2 separate regions of the Gossypium hirsutum genome follow, and region 1 is linked to region 2. Evidence: chromatin contacts called from public Hi-C data. All regions are on one chromosome and are shown on one strand. The core of a region is the stretch at or near the end of the contact, and the rest is flanking DNA. Distances in the headings are between cores, read along the strand shown. Region 1 has its middle 9.8 kb from the start of LOC107953352. Region 2 holds the start of LOC107953353 (serine/threonine-protein kinase 16).

Region 1 (3,894 bases), core at 708-3,207, 45 kb after region 2:
ATATTTTATCTAGTTTATTATTATTATTTTAGAGGCTTATCTAATATTAATTATTTTACTTTTTATGGAGAGCATATAAAAAAGTATGAAGAAAGTTAATTCCAAAAAAAATAATACATAGATTTTGAATCGAGGTGAGAAAAGAAACGAAATCAAAGTTTTAAAAAACAAAAAAGAAGCTTGCCAAAATCTGAGTTTGAATGAGTTTTTTAATAAATTCTTGAATTTTCCGTCATTAAAGTTTTGGCTAAAGAATAAAAGAGATGAATTTATAAGTTCTTTTTAAAAGAAACATAAGCAAATAATATTTAACAGTTTTCTGGATTTTTTTTAGTTAAAAATTGTCAGATGCCAAAATGATTGAGTAAAAGATTTTTTAATGGCTAGGATGATTTGGGTAATGGAGTATAATTTAGGTTTCACTTTGGTAACAAAGTATAGTTTAGATATCACTCATGTGTGCAAATTTCGAGTAAAACCGATTTAACCAACCGAACCGAATTAATTCGGTTAATCAGTCTGTTAACCGAATTAATTCAGTCGTGAGTCGGCTAATAATTTTTTGGAAGTTCAGTTAACGATTAATTCTATTCGAAATCGGTTAATTAACTGAATTAATCAAAAATTTATATTTTTTATATACATTTTACATATATTAAATTCGATTAATTCAATTAATTTTTTATATGTTTTATATTTGTTTTAACCAAAACACAAAAAAATAATAATCGGTTAACCGACCAAATTAATTGAAAAAGTTCGGTTCAATTAAGTTTTTTTGAAAAAATTTTGGTTCGGTTAACGATTAAGGGTTTTAAAAGTTCAGTTAATGCTAGTTTGGGTCGGTTAACCGATTGAACACCCCTACTCGTGACCAGAAAAAAAAATTTAGGGACCAGTTTGAGAAAAAAAGATATAATTTATGTATCATTATGTGGTTTAAGTTCTTTTTTTATGATCAAGGTATTTTTATGTCTATTTTACGGCTAATGAAAACTAATCCTTTAAGAGTTTGTGATGGACTCTTTTAACAATGTCATCTTTAATATTCGAATTTAAAATCTCTTTAGAAGTGCAATCAAATGCATCTAACATTTGTTAAAAAATAATTAAATTTATCATCAATTTGAAATATATATAATTTTTATTGCTTTATTGAGACGCATGCATATACAGTTGTTATAATCTTTTCCTTCTTAAGAAATCACCATTGAGCTGATAATATTACTGTACATGCTTTAAGATTGAGTTAAAAGAAATTGCAGGCTAAAATGGATACTAAAAACATGGCGTAAGCAGTCCCTGTACAGCATTGTAACCACAATGGAAATGGAATTGCTATTGCTATAAAAAAAGCCGTCACCATGAAAAACCCTCCCAACTCTTCTAACTTTCGAGCCATCACATGAAACTTGGAATTCATATAACATTTCCCGACACATATGCAAGTGAATGCCAACATAATCGCAACCGAAACAAGGATGAACGTCACCGGGAATCGTTGAGGACCAATTTCGGCGAACAAGATAGCTATTTCAATGGAAGCTCCCAAACAAAATGCTACGATTTGTTTTTCCCAAGCTAAGTAATTCTGTGGATCATGGACTTGGGATGAAATCGGTTCGGTGGCTGATTCAATGTCGATAATCGTCAAAGGTGGAGGCGGTGGCAGTGATGCGGATTTTGTTAATAAGGAGAATAATTTGGTATGAATGTATGTTTGGAAAACCTTTGCCATAATAATAAGTAGATTATTAGGGTTTCCATGAGTTAGAAGTAGCCATATTTGAGTTTGAGTTATGCTATCAACTTGGGAGATATAGTGATGGGAAAATGGATGTTTGGTCACACCCAAAAATTAAATTTCCTTGTTTATTCCACGAAACAAACAATATAATATAATATTTATGTGTATGAAGCTAAATGGGTCGTTGGTCGGCCCTTCCCACTTTTCAAGCTTTGGACGGCTTAGTTGTGGAAAGTTTTGCAAAACCGTCCCCACCTTACATTTCACTATGTCCAATTATCTACAATGTAAGACTATTTTTTTAGACTAAGTTTTTTAATTACTCTATTATTTAATTTTATCATTTTCGTTACCGGTTAGTTAATGGTGATAGCTTTTAAAATTAGTATAATTATAACTTTAACTTTCAATATTTATGCATTGTGTCAATTTAGTCTTCATTCTAAAAAATTCAACCCTCAACATTTTACATATTGTGTAGTTTGGTCTCTCTTTTTTTTTGGCACTTTTGCTTTCCTTTGTGGTCTTTTCACCTAAAAAATTTAAAAATAAATTTATCAACTAAATTTTATTGAAAATAGACCCAAAAAAAATGAAAACAATGAAAAATCCAATATAATAAATTTTATCTTTTCTCATTATTTTAAAATCAACCCTAAATGTCACCAAGAAAAACAAAACTACAAAAAAAGAATTTACATAATGTGTCAATGTTAAGGGTTAAATTATTTTAGAATCGGCACTAATTGACATAATTTATAAATGTTAAGGGTTAAAGTTGCTATTATACCAATTTTAATCTATCGTTAGATGGCTGGTGACCAAAAAAGACAAAATTGAATAGTTGAATAACCATTTTGTAACTTTTTATAGTTGAGTAAAAAAATATATTAATAGTTGAGTGATTGTTACGATAATTTGCATACATTTTTTTATTCCTCATGCCTGTTTTATAGTTCAAAGTCACATACTCTTTTTAAAGTAAATGTATCTTACTATTGTAATCAGCACTTGTTGATTATAATCTATACTTTATAAAACAACAAATATTATTTTTAAACTATTTCTTAGAGATATATATATACTTATTCATTCGTTTACACTTTCAAAGCACAAGCTTCAACTTTTGTTAACAATATCAAAATTTCATTAATTACATAAAATTATTTCTTAATAATATATTCAAAGTCAAATTTATTAAATATTAATTTTAAGAATAATTAAATAAATTAGCTAAATTAAATATCGGAATTTCTAAGGACGTTTTTTAGCACATGGCATGGCCGACCAGTCCCACGCACCTTGTTATTCAGCTTCCGATGCAAGTGAGAAGAATAAAAATGAAAATGTTTTTATTCTTTAAGGATTTTTTCTCTCTCTCTTTTGACTAAAGAAACCGGCTAAGTTGACCTAGTGATCAATAGGGCACACCCGCTTCATAATAAAATATTGCTCTCCTCGTTTCAAATTATTAATCCTTTATTAACTTTTTTTTTTATGAAATTAAAATAATATTTTCTATATCTTTATTAATATTAAAATTTTTACTGTGTTTAGTTTTCTGAATTAACAGAACATTAACTCAGTTGAGTAATAATGAATAGATCCTTATTTTACAAATTAAATTGTATTATTTTAAAAATATTTTTATCATCTTATATATTTTTTATAGAAAAATAAAAATATACATAACAATATTTAAACCCTTAGTAAAAAAACAGTATTTAAACCAACTCCATTTATTATTTATATTGATTTTTTTATAATATATTTATTACATAACGTTTTTCATTCACATTGTAATATCTGTAAAAGTATCATGGATACTCTAGTATTAGAAATCAGATTGCGTTTTACTCTCTATGCTGAAAAATGTGTAAATTAGTTTCCATACGTTAAATTAAAAAACAAATTGATCATTTTTTTGTTAAAAAATTCATTCATTTGTGCTGTTAAAAATTGACATGGAAGACGGAATAACCTGATAGTTATATGGTGTGATACATGCACCTCATGTTGATGTATAATGATCAACTTTTAACAGTAAAAATAGATAAAAATTTTACAAAATGACTACTTTGCTCTTCGATCTAATGTTTATGGACTAATTTGCCAATTTTTTAAGAAGAGGGGATAAAATGCAATTC
Region 2 (4,082 bases), core at 1,326-3,825:
CATACGCTGAAAATTAAAGTATCTTCTTGTTTTCCAACAGGTGATGATGATACGAATGGTCATATTGATAATATGTGTTGCTTTGCAAAGCCTGGTGTTGTTGTGTTGTCTTGGATTGATGATGAAAAGGACCCTCAATATGAACGTTCCATGGAAGCATTCACTGTTCTCTCAAATGAAAAAGATGCCCGTGGTCGGAAATTAGAAATAGTCAAACTCCATGTCCCTGGGCCGCTTTATATGACAGATGAAGAAGCTGATGGAGTTGTTCAAGTAAGGATTTTCTTTTTCCATGACTCTGCATGACTGTCCATATACATTCAACATATTGACTATAGCTTTGCCGAATGAAACTGTACATGACTTGCCAAAGAAGAAAGAGGTTTATTGTGCATTGTTTTCTGGTCTTTGATGTTCCTGACAACAGGATGGTGACGCTAAAGCGAGACTTCCTGGTACACGACTTGCTGCTTCTTATGTAAACTTCTATATTGCCAATGGAGCGATCATCTTGCCACAATTCGGGGACCAAAAGCGAGATGACGAAGCTGTTTCCGTCCTTTCTCAAACCTTTCCAAACTATAAAGTAAGCAAGTATTTCTTTTCAACATATGCTAGTAGTAGAACCATGATGGATGCAATATTTAACTCCATTTTAGTTATTCAAGTAAAAATTGAAAATTAACTTACAATCACTGCTTGGGAATCTTGTGTAATGGGTGGTAAATTAGGAGATAACTACAAAAGTTTCATTTCTTTGTGAAGATAGCAACCTAAGAAGATTAGAGGCTAGGTTAAGATTGATATCGAAATGAGGTAAATGAAACCCGGATAACATCCAGGTTTAAAAGCATAATAGTGTCTTGTGTTCACCAGTATAATATACCTAATGCCATATGCTGAGTTTATTAGTCTTGGAATTTAAAGCTAGCTGTTCTAAACTATCTTACAGTTTCAATCTTTAATTCTATGGTGATGACTTTTGTGTAAAAGCTATATAGAAGGCTCACTCAAGTAACTTTTCTTTTTATTTGGGCCTTAGCTACTCGTTTTTTCCTCCTATGTTGCTTCGACTCTTTATTTTCTTAAAATACCTATGTTTGATGCATACTCGGGTAAGAGTATAAAGATATGATCCTCCAAGGACCCTCCATATACATAAGGAAAACTTAGGTAAACTAAACATACTCGAATCTAACACTTCCACTCAAGTCCGAGTAACATTGTTTTCCACAAAATAGGCTAGGCTTGCTTGAATTACTACAGTAACAGCTAAAGGCTAAAGCTGATATTGTTCTTTTGGCTGTATTTACCACTCTTTGTTTTGGTTCAGGTTGTAGGAATTGAGGGTGCTCGAGAAATTGTTTTGGGAGGTGGAAATATACATTGCATTACTCAACAACACCCTGCTATCTGATATTTTAACCAAAAATACAAAATTTCAAGTCGTTCAATTTGGCTTTCAGTTTCTGCAGCAGAAGATATGGGTTGCATCAATAAACACCATTCTTACAGACTTACACACACAAAGTTATAGTAATTTATCAATGGACTTCACTTATGGTTGCCTTTAGGTACTTTTCAAAGATAAGTAGTTTTAATACATTGTCATCTTTGTTGTATTCGTATGCTATACGTATGTTCGACATATACTTTTTCTCTTATAACATTTCCTTTTTCTATTATTTACTTAAATATTTGGCTTTCTTTTCTGTACGTATGCTAATTCAATATCATTCAAAAGGAGGAAGAATTACTTAGCACCTAGCTTAAGATTGGTTAATTTGGCAAATTTCTTTGTTTTGTTTGGAATATACCTTGTCTTGCAAATTGATTGTCTTGTTTGGAATATACCTTGTCTTGCAAATTGATTGTCTTGTTAGACTATTGAGATATTGATAATTGTATTCAGGATATTGGTTATGGTTTTTTAATTCTTTTGTAGGGTATTTGTCATTGAATGCATAGAAGAGATAGGGTCTTGTTACCTATTGATTGGGAAATTGAGCATACTTTAAAAACACTCAAGAAAGCCAATAGGGAAAGAGAACAATTTTGAGTTAGTAGTAACTGGAAGAATTATGGTTGTTTGATTGAAAGGGACATGTATTATAGTATGATGATATTATATATGCAAGTGTAATGAGTAATTTGAATAAAGAAAAGAATATGTTGATTTGAAATTAATGAATGAATTTGTTAGTAAAAGTATAATTGTGTTGTTATGAATTGAAGTGAAAATAGAGGAGAGTAATCAATCTTGAGCTAATAAACATATTGATTGAATATTTGTACATGAGCACTAGTAATGACTTGATTTATTAAAGGTTGTTCCATATTGATTGAAATGCATGTATCAAAGTATGTTGGGACTTTGTATGTATGTATGATGAATGAATTGAAAGAGAAACGTTGATAAATGTACTAATAAACTTGGTGAGAATAGAGATGGAATATGATTGAAATGCTAATAAAAATAAAAAACAATGTGTACAACATATGGGCATACACTTTGTGCAAATGGTGTGGTGGATAGTATAATTTCATAATGATAATATGTGTATATTTCAGGATTAAAATGGGAAAATGTGTATACTTTAAATACCTAAAGTGTGCATTAAGTCAATTATATAATAATTTGATGGCTAAATCATAAGATTTAAAGAAAGTATGAGAAGTATAGAATAATGGTATAAGATAAAGAATAATAACAGAGTACAAATGGATAACGTTATTAAATAAGATAATAGTGTAATTAATGTAACGATCTGATATTATATGTCGGAGTTGAAAAAATATATTGCAATAATTATAAGAGTTATGTTAAAATGTTTTGTCTATATTTGTATGTTATATAGATTCTTGTAAATTTTTATAATTAATATGTACATGTTATATATTGATTTGTTTTTAAAGTTAAACTCGAGGTAATTTAAAAATCATATGAACACTATTAAGTATAGAGATATGCTTAATGTATTGAATCTTTATTCTACAAACAGTTAAAGTCTGCATCGAATTAGAGTCGTATTAACTTGCTATAATTATATGCAATTTTAAGTTCTAGGAATGAAGCCTGTATGATAGCATGGCATTTACGTGGGTATGAACAATTTGTATATTATTTAATTATGTGACATGAAAGTTTATATGGTAAGATGTTTGAGGGTGGGGCTTTAATCCACAAATACAATTTTATATGCTATATCGTATTGGTATGTGACACGTCTTACCTTTCAATGGTATGACCTTAAACCCAAATCTTTAAATACCATGTATATAACCAGGTTGGGTTAAAATTTGTTATTGTTATGAATTTAATCCTTATACTTTTATTAGTTATTATACCTTTTTAAATTTTAGTCTTTACTAAATATTAATTGTTAAACTTATCAAATAAAATTTTGTTATTTCCAAAATCTGATGCGTCAATATAATATCGTGTCAGCTTATTATTTTTATATTACTTACTAAAAATCTAATTAATATACTATTGATTGTCAGAGATTTCAAAATATAGAAAATATAATGACTTAAGAATGATGCAATTAGAGACAATGAACTAAATCTACAACTATACACATGATACAAAACTAATAATTGAATTCAACCAAACAAAATTTAAAAAGTATAGGACTAAAATTTACCAAATAAAAATTAAATCTATAACTTTCATAAAATACAAGGAATAATAACATCATTTAACCTAAGAGCCAAATAAAAGCTTTTTCATCTTATGTGTCTCTCTACTTAGCCAGCCAAATGGACGGATCGGATTAAATCAGATATACTCTAAAATCACCACAAGGTACAAGGACTAAAATGTAATTTCCAAATAGGCGGAGTGGAAGAATGAAAATTTGGAGTGTCAAACTCAACCCAGATCCAGTACAAAATTAATGAAAAATCAGAGTCTCCACAAGAAGCTTCTTAATGCTTCAAAACCTGACTAAACTCTAATAGCAAAATGATAGCTTGAAGATCTAAAAGGAATTTTTTTTTTCTTTTTTAGTTGAAGAAAGAAAAGAAAAGAACAATGGGGTGTTCATTTTCAGGGTTGAATGCTTTATACGACGCCGTAA

The links. Hi-C and Micro-C count contacts between places; a contact is called where the count stands out from the background.
Region 1: a contact with region 2 is called in a Hi-C map of leaf, with 2.6 times the contacts expected there. The contact joins the enhancer-like site here to the promoter of LOC107953353 in region 2. A contact is called at or near these places in 5 of 34 Hi-C or Micro-C datasets (all in leaf).

Annotation. Positions count from the first base shown.
Region 1 is chrD07:7,069,489-7,073,382 of Gossypium_hirsutum_v2.1, forward strand. No RefSeq gene overlaps it. Among protein-coding and RNA genes, the nearest start is that of LOC107953352, 9.8 kb to the left of the region's middle. Within about 2 kb of position 1,958, at least 1 of the 9 cell types and tissues checked has an H3K27ac peak or open chromatin away from gene starts, as enhancers often do. A contact at or near this core is called in leaf, where this site is marked.
Region 2 is chrD07:7,023,992-7,028,073 of Gossypium_hirsutum_v2.1, forward strand. It overlaps LOC107953353 (serine/threonine-protein kinase 16), which reads left to right and starts at 2,576. Exons shown (of 6, transcript XM_016888641.2): 1 at 2,576-4,082. The coding sequence starts at 4,037. LOC107953355 (agmatine deiminase) reads left to right here. Exons shown (of 10, transcript XM_016888644.2): 8 at 41-273; 9 at 428-586; 10 at 1,334-1,685. The coding sequence ends at 1,417.